Linked DNA regions of Mus musculus: regions 1, 3 and 4 are each linked to region 2. The links are chromatin contacts, called in public Hi-C and HiChIP or PLAC-seq maps. All regions are on one chromosome and are shown on one strand. The core of a region is the stretch at or near the end of the contact, and the rest is flanking DNA. Distances in the headings are between cores, read along the strand shown.

What was found. Hi-C and Micro-C count contacts between places; a contact is called where the count stands out from the background. HiChIP or PLAC-seq counts read pairs in DNA pulled down with a chosen protein or histone mark.
Region 1: a Hi-C map of bone marrow-derived macrophages shows a contact between it and region 2, with 20 read pairs. The contact joins two enhancer-like sites. A contact is called at or near these places in 1 of 15 datasets of contacts at CTCF or cohesin (the NIH/3T3 cell line), 13 of 484 Hi-C or Micro-C datasets (DN3 thymocytes, the G1E-ER4 cell line, bone marrow-derived macrophages and 7 more) and 20 of 115 datasets of contacts at active chromatin or transcription factors (the HPC-7 cell line, SST interneurons, VIP interneurons and 16 more).
Region 3: a Hi-C map of bone marrow-derived macrophages shows a contact between it and region 2, with 38 read pairs. The contact joins two enhancer-like sites. A contact is called at or near these places in 1 of 15 datasets of contacts at CTCF or cohesin (the NIH/3T3 cell line), 22 of 484 Hi-C or Micro-C datasets (DN3 thymocytes, LSK cells, alveolar type 2 cells and 15 more) and 23 of 115 datasets of contacts at active chromatin or transcription factors (the HPC-7 cell line, SST interneurons, VIP interneurons and 17 more).
Region 4: a contact with region 2 is called in an H3K27ac HiChIP or PLAC-seq map of heart atrium, with 9 read pairs. The contact joins two enhancer-like sites. A contact is called at or near these places in 1 of 15 datasets of contacts at CTCF or cohesin (the NIH/3T3 cell line), 16 of 484 Hi-C or Micro-C datasets (CD4 T cells, the G1E-ER4 cell line, bone marrow-derived macrophages and 6 more) and 16 of 115 datasets of contacts at active chromatin or transcription factors (the HPC-7 cell line, SST interneurons, Th17 cells and 12 more).

What each region holds. Positions count from the first base shown.
Region 1 is chr8:126,899,555-126,903,246 of GRCm38.p6, reverse strand. The region is part of intron 1 of Gm31718 (a long non-coding RNA gene); the gene reads left to right. Among named protein-coding and RNA genes, the nearest start is that of Gm31718, 7.0 kb to the left of the region's middle. Within about 2 kb of position 2,191, at least 47 of the 459 cell types and tissues checked have an H3K27ac peak or open chromatin away from gene starts, as enhancers often do. A contact at or near this core is called in bone marrow-derived macrophages and intestinal villus epithelium, where this site is marked.
Region 2 is chr8:126,515,798-126,519,299 of GRCm38.p6, reverse strand. No RefSeq gene overlaps it. Among named protein-coding and RNA genes, the nearest start is that of Gm51605, 17 kb to the right of the region's middle. Within about 2 kb of position 1,934, at least 223 of the 459 cell types and tissues checked have an H3K27ac peak or open chromatin away from gene starts, as enhancers often do. A contact at or near this core is called in SST interneurons, VIP interneurons, alveolar type 2 cells and 10 more, where this site is marked.
Region 3 is chr8:126,918,804-126,922,338 of GRCm38.p6, reverse strand. No RefSeq gene overlaps it. Among named protein-coding and RNA genes, the nearest start is that of Gm31718, 12 kb to the right of the region's middle. Within about 2 kb of position 1,353, at least 202 of the 459 cell types and tissues checked have an H3K27ac peak or open chromatin away from gene starts, as enhancers often do. A contact at or near this core is called in VIP interneurons, alveolar type 2 cells, bone marrow-derived macrophages and 7 more, where this site is marked.
Region 4 is chr8:126,883,107-126,886,273 of GRCm38.p6, reverse strand. The region is part of intron 1 of Gm31718 (a long non-coding RNA gene); the gene reads left to right. Among named protein-coding and RNA genes, the nearest start is that of Gm31718, 24 kb to the left of the region's middle. Within about 2 kb of position 1,448, at least 153 of the 459 cell types and tissues checked have an H3K27ac peak or open chromatin away from gene starts, as enhancers often do. A contact at or near this core is called in SST interneurons, bone marrow-derived macrophages, embryonic basal ganglia and 4 more, where this site is marked.

The DNA of each region.
Region 1 (3,692 bases), core at 942-3,441, 380 kb before region 2:
ACCTATCCGTCTACCTCCCACCTCAATTATCACCAAACCCTTTCCAAAGCAGGTGTTCTGCTAAGTCCAGGGGCGTAAAGCAAATGGAGTTTATAAGAAGCAAGCATAGGGCAGTGCTGAGAACTAAGTAGCCTGGACCATCACTGTACTGACAGCTTTCTAAGCAATGTGAGCACCCGGAGCTGCTCAGTCTCCTTCCAAAAGGAAGTGTGTCTTCATGCAGCTGGCCACCAATCAATCAATAGGAAGTACTTAGTATACAAGTATGAAGCACCAAGGGCCTTCTGTCAGACAGGTTATGCCTAGGTGCAAGGCTCGGCACTGGGCCTGATGTATACACCTGTAATCTCAGCAACTCATACAGATTTGTAACAGTTGTGTTCTGTCTGGCTGACTCGGTGAGACCCTGTGTCGAAATTTGAATTTTAGAAAATCTAGAAAGATGTAGCTCAGTAATAGAATGCTTGCCTGTCCTATGCAAGACCCTGTATTCAATCTCCAATACTGAAAAATCAAAACTAAATAAGCAAATAAAAAAATACAAGTATGCTTCTTACAAACTAATGCTAGCATCATAATAGTTTGCATTAAAATGACTTAGTGAAAGGTTTATTTTAAAAAATTATCTTTATTAAAGTGTGTGTATGTGTGTGTGTGTGTGTGTGTGTGTGTGTGTGTGTGTGTGCGCATGTGAGTGCAGGTGCCTTGGAGAAATGTTGGATTCTTTGGAGCCGGAGTTATAGGTGTCTGTGAGCGTCCTGATGTGATTGCTAGGAATCTAATGCTGGTTGGTTCTCTTCAAGTCGCTCAGCCACATCTCCAGTCTTGAGAGCAGTGGTTCTCGACCTGTGGGTTGTGACTCCCCGAGGGGTGTCAAATGACCCTTTAAACAGGGGTCACAAATAAGATATCAGATATTTACATTACGGTTCATAACAGCAGCAGAATTACAGTTATGAAGTAGCAATGAAATAATTTCATGGTTGGGGGTCACCACAACATGAGGAACTGCATTAAAGGGTCGCAGCTTTAGGAAGATTAAGGACCACTACCTCAGAGGAAGATTTCGTCTGGCCAGTTGTAGCAAGCCCAGGACTTTTTTCTTTTTACTCTGTTGTGTGTATTTATTCTATTGTGTGAGCTAGACAGACATTGTACTCAGAGCTACTTCATTCTCTGTCTCTCTTCCTCTTACCCTCACATCTCCTCTTCCCTTCTTCCAACTAATTCTGTGTATGTTCATCGTACTGTGGTTAGACCCAGAGGTTCCCTTTAAAGCCCAGAGAAGAAGTAGAACATTGGCATAAAGTGACCTTAAGTGTAGGACTCTGCCAGAGCCTGTCTCACAAGGTGCCCCACCTGGGTAAACACCATTTGCATATCACTGTGTGGACTACAGCCCTTTCTTTATGGGGACAAGACAGGGCTCTGTTACTCAAACAGGTGGACAAACATCTAGGGAACTCTCAGACCTTGGGCAGCCTGGGAACAGAGGCCATGACCTCAGACCTGAGGCAGGGCTGTGTAGCCTCACCTGCCTGTCTCTGCTGTTGCTGTACACTCTTTGCAGCCCCAATTCCCTTCCCTTCACAGATGACCCCACTTCCAGAAGGCAACCAGATTGGAACTCAGGCTCCTTCTCTTGTCTCACAGATAAAGAAATTTAAGATGGATTCAAAAGAAAACTTGAAAAAATTGTTAGAATTATAGATAGAGGGGCTGGAGAGATGGCTCAGCACTGACTGCTCTTCCAGAGGTCCTGAGTTCAAATCCCAGCAACCACATGATGGCTCACAACCATCCATAATGAGATCGGATGCCCTCTTTTGGTGTGTCTGAAGACAGCTACAGTGTACTTACATATAATAATAAATAAATCTTTTAAAAAAAAGAATTATAGATAGAAAGCCAGCAGGGTCAGTCAGCTGCCACAAGAAGAGGAAAAAGAGGAAATTGTGCTTTTTTTTTGAGTTTGAGGTCAGGAAAGTGGGCAGGTTAAGCAATGGAAATCTTCAAGCAGCTGCTGTGAGGCATCCGTAGGGGGGAGTGTGGGGAGGGAGGGGAGAGAGGGAGGGGAGAGGGAAGGAGGGAGGGAAGGAGGGAAAGAGGGAGGGAGGGAGGGACTTGAAGAGATTGAGATGCCAGGCATAGCCATGTTAAGAAAGAAAAAGTCACTTTCTAAATTAGAACTCAGAAATTGAGCAGGCTTGTCAGTGAGTCTCCACAGCACCTGTAGAAAGAAAGGCAGGGCCTCTGAGAGCTGGCAGGCCTCCCTCAGGTGTGTTGTGTTTCACTGCACTTCCTGGTTATAGAGCCTCTTGAAGTTATAAAACATAATCTTGTCCTTGATTCAAGATGGCTTTGCCTTGCCTGGCAAGGAAGGTTCCTGTGGTTCTCATCATAGGATGTTGTTGGCCACCGACCAGGCCATTTGTGGAGGGGGCTACTGGCCATCAGAGGACAACTTTTGGGAGTTGGTCTCCTCCTTCTACTAGGTGGGTCCTGAGGATGGGCCTCAGGTTGCCAGCTCTGCAGCAAGTGTCTTGTTGGGCTAAGCCATCTCCTCATGTCCTATCTCCTCCCCACCAGAGATCTTTCCATCTTAACCAGAGGAAGATGACATGACTACATACTCTGCCCCAAAAGGCACTCACGGAGCACTTGGCTGCAGTGTTGTGTGTGGGTTTTGTGTTTCGTTTTGCATTGAGAAAAGGTGGCTGAGAAAAGGTGGCTTTAATAGTGGTTGGAGGGTTCTTCAGACACGAATGCCAGGCCTCAGGCAGGGCTCCACACTGCAGCCATTGCTGCTGCTGCTGGGGTTCCCATGAGGGGAAGGTGAGAGGCTCTCACAGTATCAGATGAGTGCAGTGTAGGTGAACAGGGTCATCAGATTGTCCCAGATGCCTCTAGGCAGCTGAGTCACTGTGGGTAATGGATTACCCAGGGGAGCAGGAGGATCAGAGGGGGTAGGGGAGGCAGTCTGTAACTCAGAGTCCTTCATCTGGAAGCAGTGGGACCAGGAGATGCCACCAGATTGGTTTCTGCAAGAAGGACAGGCAGGTACTCATGGCTTATACAGATCAATGTGATTTCCTCTGAAGCAGTTAATTAACCCCAGGCACCTTGCAGGAGCTTGCAGTATCAGAACGATAAAGCTGGCCACATGGAGGGAGGTTAGTGTTTTTTTTTTTTTTTTCCTCGATCGCTGACGTAATTGGCGCACTTTTCAGAGCGTGTTCAGTTCCAACTAATACCATTAAAAAAAAAAAAACCAACCAAGTCATAAACTCAGTCATTGGTAAGAGAATTGTAACTGCAGGCACAGTTGGTCAGAGGGCATGCAATGCTGTTACAGGCATTGTTAAAATTGAGGTCTGGGTCCTGGTAGTTCTCCAAATCACTACAACAGTTAGAAAGACAATCATAGTAAAAAGCTGAGAAAGGAGATTTATCCAGTGGGGTCTCTTTGAGAAGAGGAACAAAGAGATCCAGGGAACCTGGGTCCATCTGCAGGGTCCAGATGAGGTTCAGGTTTACATAGAGGGCAAGAGTTATTCACAGGTAAGTAGGCCTGGTCAAGATGTGGTCCTGCCTGTCACAGACCCATCACAGACTGACCTGTCCTGTGAGGTGGTCTTATGAGGACTGGATAAAATCTGTTTCTGGAACATAAGTTCACCTTGTGCCTAGAA
Region 2 (3,502 bases), core at 685-3,184:
TGCAAAAAACCTAGTGTGGCGGCAAGCAAAAGTGATCCCAGAGCAGGGGAAGCAGAGACAGAAGATTCCTGGGGCTCACTGGCCAGTCAGCCTAGTAGTGAGACCCAGGCCAGGGAGAGATCTTGCCTCAAAAACGCATAGCATTTGAGGTAGATAATAGCATTTGAGGAAAAATACCTGGGGTTGACTCTCACCTCCATATGCCTTCACATGTACATCAACACACACACACACACACACACACACACACACACACACACACACACGCATACACACGCACACACACACACGCACGCATACACACACACACACACACACGCACGCATACACACACACACACACACACACACACACATACACACACAGAGAACAAACAAAGAATGGGTTAACCTAGGAGTGGTGGCATATACCTGCAATCCAACACCTGGGAGGTTGAGGTAGAAAGGATGGTGTGAGTTTAAGGCCTGAATTACGCAGAAAGACCCTGTCTCAAAAAACAAAACAAAACAAACAAACAAACAAAAACCCACATAAGTAAGCAAACAAATAAATAAAGGAAAGAAGAAAAGGAAATGGGTGGGTAGAGGAGAGGGGTGGAGGAGGGAAAACAGAGCAGAGTGGGAGGGGTGTGCTGTAAACCTGGGCATGATCAATACTGTGCCTTCAAGGACTGGTATCCGGTCAGCTCTGGTCCTTCCCTTGTATTTTTAGCCTGGCTCTTTTGTCTCCATTACTGTTCGCCCCTCCCTCTCTTGCTGATTTAATTACCTGCCTCTAAAGGCCAGGGAACCAATTATATATCAGCTTCTGGCCTTTAAAGACAGCACAGGTTCCTCTGTCCTGGGATAACCTAGTAAGCTTTAAAAGCTAGTCTTTGTTTGTTTGTTTGTTTCTTGGCTTTCTGTCCCTTTACACCCTGCGGAAGACAACGCATCAACATCTGACCCGAGTCTGGGGGGAATGTTTCCAATTAACAATTCTCCTTTATTGATTGTAAACAAACAAACAAACCCGGAAATCGGCAGTCTCTAAGAAAAATGTTTTAGAATAGTGATCTTTTAGCGCAGGTTTCAGAGGCCTCAGCCCATTTAGTCAATAATGAAAAGGATCATTATCTTTGCATTCACAACTAATGTCCTCTGCTTTCTCCTGTCATTATTTGGCTCAGCTGGGAACAGTCTCCTTCTTATTCCCTAATAGGCTAAACAGTATTGAGAGCTGATATTTGTGAAATAGTGATGCCTTTTGTGGGTGACAGGCTTGCCTCTGGTCTGTGTTGAGGTAGAATTTAGGCTGACATGAGATTCCTTTCTTTTCCTTTGTAAACGTTATATATATATAGGCTGGAGAGATGGCTCAGCGGTTTAGAGCACTGACTGCTCATCCTTCCAGAGGTCCTGAGTTCAATTCCCAGCAACCACATGGTGTCTCACAAACATCTGTAATGGGATTTGATACCCTCTTCTGGTGTGTCTGAAGAGAGTGATGGTGTACTCACATACATAAAATAAATAATTCTTTTTTAAAAAATGTATATGTGTATAGAAGTTTTGTTTGCATGTATGTCTGTGTGCCGTATTCATGCCTGGTGCCCACAGAGGTCAGAAGAGGGGCGCAATACTCTGAGACTGGAATATGGATGATTGCAAACTACCATGTGGGTGCTGGGACTCGAACTCTGATCCTCCAGAAGTGTAGCCCGTCCTTGTAACCCGTGGACCCATCTCTCCAGCCTTGTACCCCCTTTAAAATACAATACACATCAGGATCTAAAGAAGAAAACATATGTTTATCCTTTTACTCTGGTCTCCAAAAGAAGCTTGCTGTTGACTGCGGCTGCGTGTTCTGCTGGCACTATCTAAGCAAGCTAACCTAGATAGGAACTGGAGTTACATCAGCCGTCAGGCAGGGAGTCTGGCAGCACGCCAGTCTGTGAAAACCAAACGCATTTGCGTCACCGTTCCCTTGGTGATGTTTCTGGGAGCCTTGTCAGCTCTCCCATGAGGCTGCTTCCTTAATGTCAACAGACGTTCCTAAATCTTTAGTGCTGAATAGCTCTTTTCCATTTCTAGAAGCACTTCGATGACCAAACAGCTAACGGGTGGCATGGCTGCCATCTTTAAAGCTCATTTCTTTCATGAATTAGGTGTTTGTAGCAGTGCGGGTGGGCGCTCTGGGAAGGCTTAGATTCCCGCTGCTCTGTGATGTGGGATCTATTTTGGAGGAATCGGGTCAGCAGCTTCAGTCCAGAGCTGCATTCCTGCGTTCATCTTCCTCCGGAAAATCCCTTATCCCACTCCCAGCTCTCCCAAAACCAATTACATCGTCACAGTGTCAAGTGTTGGGAGAAGCGGTTGCTCCAAAGACCCCCAGAATCAGCCCCAACTAAGAGCGGCTTTCTGATCTCCCTCAGCACATCTGTCCGCTGTTCATCGTGAGCCATAAATAAGAAAGGACGTCAGCCTCCCCTCCCGTGAGATTTCTTGTTTTCGGTGTGATGTCTTTTTATTGATCTCTGCTGCTAGTCAGGCGTGTTTTCTTTGGAGAAGCAATGGAGGGAACCACGCCCCCTAATCCCTACCTCATGGGGCACTAAAAGAGCCCTGTTCTCAAGCTAGCTGAGTCCTTTGCCCTACAGGAACCTCCAGGTCATTAGACAGTCGCTACCCAATTAATCACAGTCTTTAGACGTCTTAATGTGGAGAGCAGGTCTTTCTTTTGTGGTGATTAGGGGAGGGTTTTTTGAAAGCTTTATTATTATTATTAAAATTTTTATGTTTGGGGGCATTTTGCCTGCGAGCATGTCTGTATTCAGTGTGCTTGTTCAGTGCCCTTGCAGGTCAGAAGAGAGCATTGAGTCACTAGAAGTGGAGTTACAGATGTTAGTGAGCTATCATGTGGGTGCTGGGAGCTAAACCTGGGTCCTATGTAAGAGCAGCCAGTGCTTTTAAGGTCTCCACGCTCCCTGCCTTTCTTTCTCTTTTTCCTTCTCTCTCTCTCTCTCTCTCTCTCTCTCTCTCTCTCTCTCTCTCTCTTTCTTCCTTTCTTCCATTCTTTCTCTTTTTTCTTTCTCTTTTTCTTTTCTCTTTTTCTTCCTTTCTCTTCTTCTCTTTCTTTCTCTTCCTTTCTCTCTTTCTCTATCCCTTTCTCTTTCTTTCTTTCTTTCTTTCTTTCTTTCTTTCATTTTCTTTCTTCCTTTTTCTCTCTCTCTTTCTCTCTCTTTCTTTCTCTTTTCTCTCTTTCTCTTTTGCTTTTTCTCTTTCTTTCTTCCTCTACCTTTCTTTCTTCCTTTCTCCCTCTCTTTCTTTCTTTCTTTTTTGTCTTTCTCGCTTTCATTTTCTTTCTTCCTTTCTCTCTCTTTTTCTTTCTCTTTCTCTTTTGCTTTTTCTCTCTTTCTCTCTTCCTCTACCTTTCTTTCTTCCTTCCTTTCTTTATTTCTTTCTTTTTCTGTCTTTCTTTCTTTTTCTTTCTTCCTTTCTCTTTCTTTCTTTCTTTCTTTCTC
Region 3 (3,535 bases), core at 104-2,603, 400 kb before region 2:
CAGGACAACCCGACGCACACAGTCCCCCACTGAGACTCCTTCCAGATGATTCTAGGTTGTTCCAAGTTGACAATCAAAGCTGGCCACCATAGGGAATGAGGCTTGAAGTCCTGCCCTACCGGGTCGCATATTTAGGCCTCAGAGCTGACTTTGGATCTCCTGGATCTTGCCCTGCTTCCTGTTTCCTCAGGCGAGGCCACCTCCTCAGAGATACAAGAGCGTCAGGACTTGAACCGTTAGGCATCCCCTCCCTCCTCATTCCTCTCTCAGTTACCTAAACATAGGACTGCTGAGTTCTAAGTCTTCTGTGGTGTGTGTGTATTGTGTGCAGGTGTGCTTGTGTACATGCATGTGTGTCCTTGTATATATGAAGGCCAGAGATCCATGTTGAGTGTCTTCTGTTCCTCTTCACCTTATTTTTCTAGAATATCACCAAGCCTGGAGCTCACTGTTCAGCTACACTGGCATCCCAGGAGCCCCTCTTGTCCTCTGCCTCCTTAGCACCAGGATGTTCACATAACACCATGCCATGCTCTCCCACCCCCACTTTCTCAAAATGGGTTCTGGGGACCTGAACTCGTGCTTGCGCAGCAAGGAATTCACCCACTGAGATATCATCTCATCCCATTCCTTTCAGTTTGAGACAGAGTTACCTGGTTCAGGCTGGCCTTGAACTTGTGACCAACATCTTCCTACCTATGGGACCAGAGAGATGGCTCAGCACTTGAAAGGGCTGGCTGCCTTTCCAGAGGACCTGAAACCATTTCCAGCACCTATACAACAGCTCACACTTGTCTGTTACTCCAGTTTCAGGGGATCTGATGCCTTCTCCCTATCATCATGAGCAGTAGGAGTACACGGTCATGGTGCACAGATATACATACTCAAAAAATACCCATGACATAAAAGTAAAGGAAGAGATTCCTCTTTGTACTCGGATCATAGGTGTGTTGTCTCATGCCCAGCTGAGACGGTGGCTTTTGTACTGATTCTTACAGAGATGTCTCCTTGTGTGCTGATGTTCCCAGCAAGCACTTGTGAGTTTGCTTGCCTGAATGCATGGAATTGATTAGACACTGTGCACATGCCCGGATGTATACATCTCTGATTATATTGCCAGGGATTGGCATTTACCGAACAGTTCAGAGCTCTAGGCTGGGGGTGCTTCTGAGTCCCTAGGTAAAGTCCCAACCCTTTTTTCTCTCCAGGTAGCTCAGGCTGGCACAGACATCCTGCACTGGCTCACTGGGCCACTTGATGGCAGTGTGAGAATTGAGAAAAGAGGCTCTTGTCTTGCAAATCTTAGCAGCTCTCTCCCAGTGGCCACTTCTACCTCTGCAGCCACCCAAGCCAAACAGAAAGCTCTCTGCTCAGTCTACCGCTGTGCCCTGCCCCTTGGCCAGATCCAGGCCTCCACTCACAAGCTCTCCGCTCTCCCCTTTCCTGCCCCAAGCTGACAGCAGTCCCTCCTGGTTTTACTTCAGATTTTTGTGTTTTAATTTTAATGTAATTTTTTTTTTTTTTTGAGACCCGATCTAACTCTGTAGACCAGGCTGACTTTGAACTCGCAGAGATCCGCCTGTCTCTGCCGCCCAAGTGCTGGGGCGATACACATGTGCCACCGCCTTCGGCTCTTTGTTTTTAAAGTGTTGTCATCTGTGTGTTTCAGAGTCCCTGGGAAGAGGAGCAGAAAATATTATAAGAGCTGGTGGCTTTAGAACAAAAGCAGAAGTGCCTGAAATCCTTCTGGCCAGGGAGGTTGTTTTCTGGAAGAAGGAAATGGCAGAGAGGGCAGAGGAAAGGCAGAGGTTGGGGGGCCAGATCATATGGGGGTCACTACAGGAGGGTGGGGGGGCAGGGTGTGGGGACCTGCTGCTCCATTGTTGGGGAATCTGACACTGGGTTGCATCTTAAAGGCTGTCAGTTCTTGCCTCCCAGCTCTGGTGACAAAACCCTGCTGGAAGGGTTAAGGGCATCAGCACAAGGGCTGGCCTCTGGTTTGTAAACTGGCCTACCAGCCTCCCTCCCTCCCTCCCTCCCTCCCTCCCTCCCTCCCTCCCTCCCTCCCTCCCTCCCTCCCTCCCTCCCTCCCTCCCTCCCTCCTTCCCTCCTTCCCTTCCTACCTGCCTGCTTGCCTGCCTTTTGTTTCTTTTCTGAGACAGGGTTGGTTTCATGTAGCCCAGGCTATCACTAAACTCCTGATCTCTCTTCTTCCACCTTCTGAATGCAGGGATGATAGGTACCTACCATCACACTTGACTAGTTTCTTCCTCCCATAGGCAGATGGGATGGCCAGGCATGCTAGGAGGCTGAGGCAAATGAATTGTAAAGGGTTAGCTTAGGCTACACAGTGAGTTCAAGGGCCAGCCTGGTTTTAAGAGTGAGGCCCGGTCTCAGCCATCACCTCCACCCTCACAAGAGAGATGCGTGTGAGAAGGCCGAGGGAATCCACAAGTTGCCCACATCTTTCTCCCAAGACTTAGGCTGACAGCACTGCCCTCCCACCTAAGGAGATCGCAAGGAGATAGGCTGTGGCTCCTAAGGAATTTGCTGTGGGAAAAAATATTTCTCCAAACGATGACCAGGAAATATTGTCCTGACCAAGGTTGCTGCATGTGCTATCTTGGAAGCATGAGCTGAGGACTGAGTGCTATGTGATCTTCAACAGGGCCCAGTTCTCAGGCTCAGAACAGCCACCCCACACAGGCCACTAAGACCTCACTATCTCCCTTGGTTTACATTGCCATGCTCTCCTGTAGGACAGCCTTGACCTTGAGCAGGACCTAGGCTGGCTGGCTCAGCCTGTATGGAGGTGGGAGGCCACTCTCTGCTGACTCAGACCTGGCCTAGGGCAAGTTCATGCCTCCAGCCTGTGAGTAACACACTGGTGTTTCAGCTTCAAAGGCCTTCCCAGGATTAACCAATTAGTCACCCAGGAGAGCCACAGTGCGGGTTACTGTTGTCTTCACTAGGCTGGAACTGAGGGAGGGAGGGAGTAGGATCTCACTGCAGAGCAGCAGCAGCAATGAGGTGTAGGGTGTCCCACAGCGTGGGAGGGACAGGATGAGGCAAGATGGAGTTGGAGCTGATCACTGAATGAGAGTGAGAGACCTGGGGGAAGTCTCCGGGTCGGGGAGTGGGGGTTCTGGAGAGTCATGGTTCCATGCAAGGAACATCCTTCTTGGGACTGGGGAGATGGCTCAGCAGGTAAAGTGTTTGCTATGTTAGCTTAAGGACCTGAGTTCAGATCTTCCACAGATTACAGATCTTCCACACCCATATAAAAAGCTGGGCTTGTTGGGTCACATGCCTGTGACCCCAGAGCTGGGGCTGAGACATGGAAGACAAGAAGAGCTTTAGAGCTCTCTGCCCAGCTAGTTTAGCCAAAGCAGTGATGTCTAGGTTCAGTGAGAAAGTGTTGCACAGTAGAGAAAGGCTCTAAAGTCAGTGTCTGGCTTCCATCCACACACGCACACAGATGAACACACTTAAACACACACACATGCACAGATGAACTCATTTGTACACACACATA
Region 4 (3,167 bases), core at 199-2,698, 370 kb before region 2:
GACAGGGCTTACCTGTGGTTCCTCCCTGTGGGGTTCCTACCTTTTCTGGTAGCTCCATGACTCAGGCACTCAGTGGTCCATACTAGCGTTCTCTCTTGACCCAGACCCTGACTAGACTGGCCCTGACAAGCACTGAGGCAGAAATTGGCCCAACCCAACACTTGCTTCTGGTTCTGACACTCAAGCAGGTAGTCGTCAGCTTCTGTATAATGAATGATGTCCTCTTGGCTGCTGTCACAAAGAGACATAAGACAGCAGTTTGTTCTCTCGCGGTTCTGGAGGGCAGAAGTTTGACGGCACTTTCGTTTGGCTGTGTCCACGGAACTGCATTCCCTCCAAGGATCCAGGGAAGGACCCACTTTGATCCCTTCCAGCTGGGGGTGGGTGGGGTGGGGTGTTGTCTGCCATTGATTAGTTTGTGGCCTCAGCTCCTCAACCACCACTTCCCTTAGGCTCCTGTGTTTGAACGCTTGGTTGCCTACAGATGGCGCTGTTTGGGAGGTGTGGAAACTTCAGAAGGTAGAGCAGCTCAGCTGGAGGGAGTGGCTTGGTGAGAGTGGGAGTGGTGGTGGACTTTAAGTTTTAAGAGCTACCCTCTTCTGGTTTATGTATGAGGTGTCTTCGTCTGCCCATGCTCCCATGCTTGGTCAGCAGAGACCTTCTTGCTCGAAGCTCTGGAGGCTGGAAGGCTGAGGTCAACGTTTCTGTGAGGTTCCTTTCTCCAGAGGCTTTTCGCTGTGGTGCTTTCTGACTGCGCGTGGGATGTGACTATCCACCTCACGATTGTGCCGCCACAGTGGCAAGCCACCTTTGCCTCCTGCTCTCCTTCCCCTCTGTGGTGGATTGTATCCTCTCGACTGTGAGCCAGAATAAACCTTTCCTCACCGAAGCTGCTTTCAACAGGTATTCTGTTGCTTTCAACAGGTATTCTGTCACAGCAACTAAGGAAGTAATTGATACACTTGGCCTCTGTCTTTTTGTTTGTTTGTTTTGTTTTTGTTTTGTTTTGTTTTGTTTTTTTTTTGTTTTTGTTTTTCCGAGACAGGGTTTCTCTGTGTAGTCCTGGCTGTCCTGGAACTCACTCTGTAGACCAGGCTGGCCTCAAACACAGAAATTCGCCTGTCTCTGTCTCCCAAGTGCTGGGATTAAAGGCGTGTGTCACCACTGCCCGGCCTCTGTCTTTTAAGTACACAAGTCATTGTATATGGGGGCTTTTGCCCTTCTCAGTTGTGAGGCACCTGGGATAACTGTTCTATCTCACAGTCCTTATTCGTATTTGCAAAGACCCATTTCCTTAGAAAACAAAACCAACCAACCAACCAAACAAACAAACAAAACCCCCACCAGATTCCTCACATTTACAGGCCTCAGGGACCTTTGCCAGCCTACTGCAACCCTATTTAGACTCTGAGGTCCTGGCTGGCAAAGGGCCTAGTCTTCTCTGCTCTCATTAAAGGGCATCCTGGGGTAAGCTCTGCCACAGTCTGATGTGCAGGGACAGTCCCCACTTCCCTCTAGGGAGCATGGATTTCTCCACAGACACATTCCTCAGAAGAGCCTCCCCTCAAACTCTGACCCCCAAGTGGCTGGCACCTTCCATTCTACAAGGGAAGGGGAGGGTGCGTGGCGGCTCCAGACTCTACCCTGCTGCAAGGGATGTGGCATGCTCTGTCCAGTCTGTCACCTTTACTATGGGGATATTGGTGGTGATGATGCCCAGATTTGTAACCTGGGCTGTGCAAACACCAGGGAACACAGAGAGGGACCACCAGGAGGCTGTGATCAGCCACAACTCACCCCCTCACAAGCCTGCCCCCCCAACCCCCCAAGTTTCCAGGCTTGCGTTTGTGCTCCTTGAGCTATGCCGTTTGTTCTCCCTCGTGGCTGACCTCATTCTGTTTTCTTTGCCAGTGGTTGAATGACGCAGGCACTGCCATGTGACCATGAGATGCTAATGACAAGCAAGGCAGACACAGACATCCTTCTTGGGGCTTGCAGCTCATGAGGTGTGCTGAACCAGAACTCTCCTGCTCTGTGACTTAGCAGTCTGTGATTTGATAAGGAGGCCCTGCGTGTATGAGTGCCGCCGAGACGGACAAGCTGGCTTGGGAACAAAACACACTTATGTTTTAAAACTCGGTCCAGCTTTTTGGGGAGCGGGGGGGTGGGGGTGGTTAGAGGGAGGAACAGATTTGTTTGGGAGGCCCTGGAATGTTCAGATAATAAATCCCTTTATCTCTTCCTCCACCTTAGCAATGGAAATGAGCAGCCTGTCTCTGGGAGGCTAAAGGAAGGATTTTTTTTTTTTTTTTTTTAAAGCACCAGCCTTGGGCTAAATCCCTAAACCAGTGTACAGGGCTGGATATGGTAACCTTCATTCCCAGAGTTCCACGGGGGAAACTGCATCTTCTAGAAGAGGAGCTAAGAAGCGTCAAGGGTGTGCAAAATGGCAGTCATCAAAGGCTGAGCTCGCTCAAGGGTCTTACAGAGTGTCTGGGTTACTACTTTCTTTTTTTGAGGTGTTTCTATCACTCCAAGCCTTCCATCAATGACTGAACACAAATTTCAAGTCTTCTCCTAGTCTGTTACCTTTTGTATGTGTGGGTGCACATGCACGTGTGCAGGTAAGATGCATGGGTGCAGAGGATGACCTCAGGTGTTATATCACAGGCGCCAGTCGTCTTTTTGTTCTGAGGCAGGGTCTCTCACTGGCCTGGAAATCATCTAGCAGGTTAGGCTAGTGAGCTTCTCTGGGTCAGGCTGATCTCTACCTCCCTAGCACAGTAGTCATCACCACACTCAGCTTTTTTTAAAATGTGACTTCTGGGAATTGATCTCAGATCCTCATCCTTGAGTGACAGGCACTTGAACAATTAAGCTAGCTCCTTGGTCCTCATCAGATTCTTGGTTCTCTGAACCAATTTACTATTGCTTTAAATGAGGATCTTGTCTGGTGCCTTTTATTTGGGTAACTGAGGAAGATTTGGGGACAATCTGAGAGGCAGATTCCCTTCAGCATGATCAGACTGGATTAGGTACTAAGGCTCCCATAGCAAGACTGCATAGACCAGGTAACTTAAAAAGCAAACATTGATGTCTCAGAGCTTTAAAATGTACACACCACTCATGCAGTTGATTCTTGGTACTTGGGCCAGGTGTCTCACAGT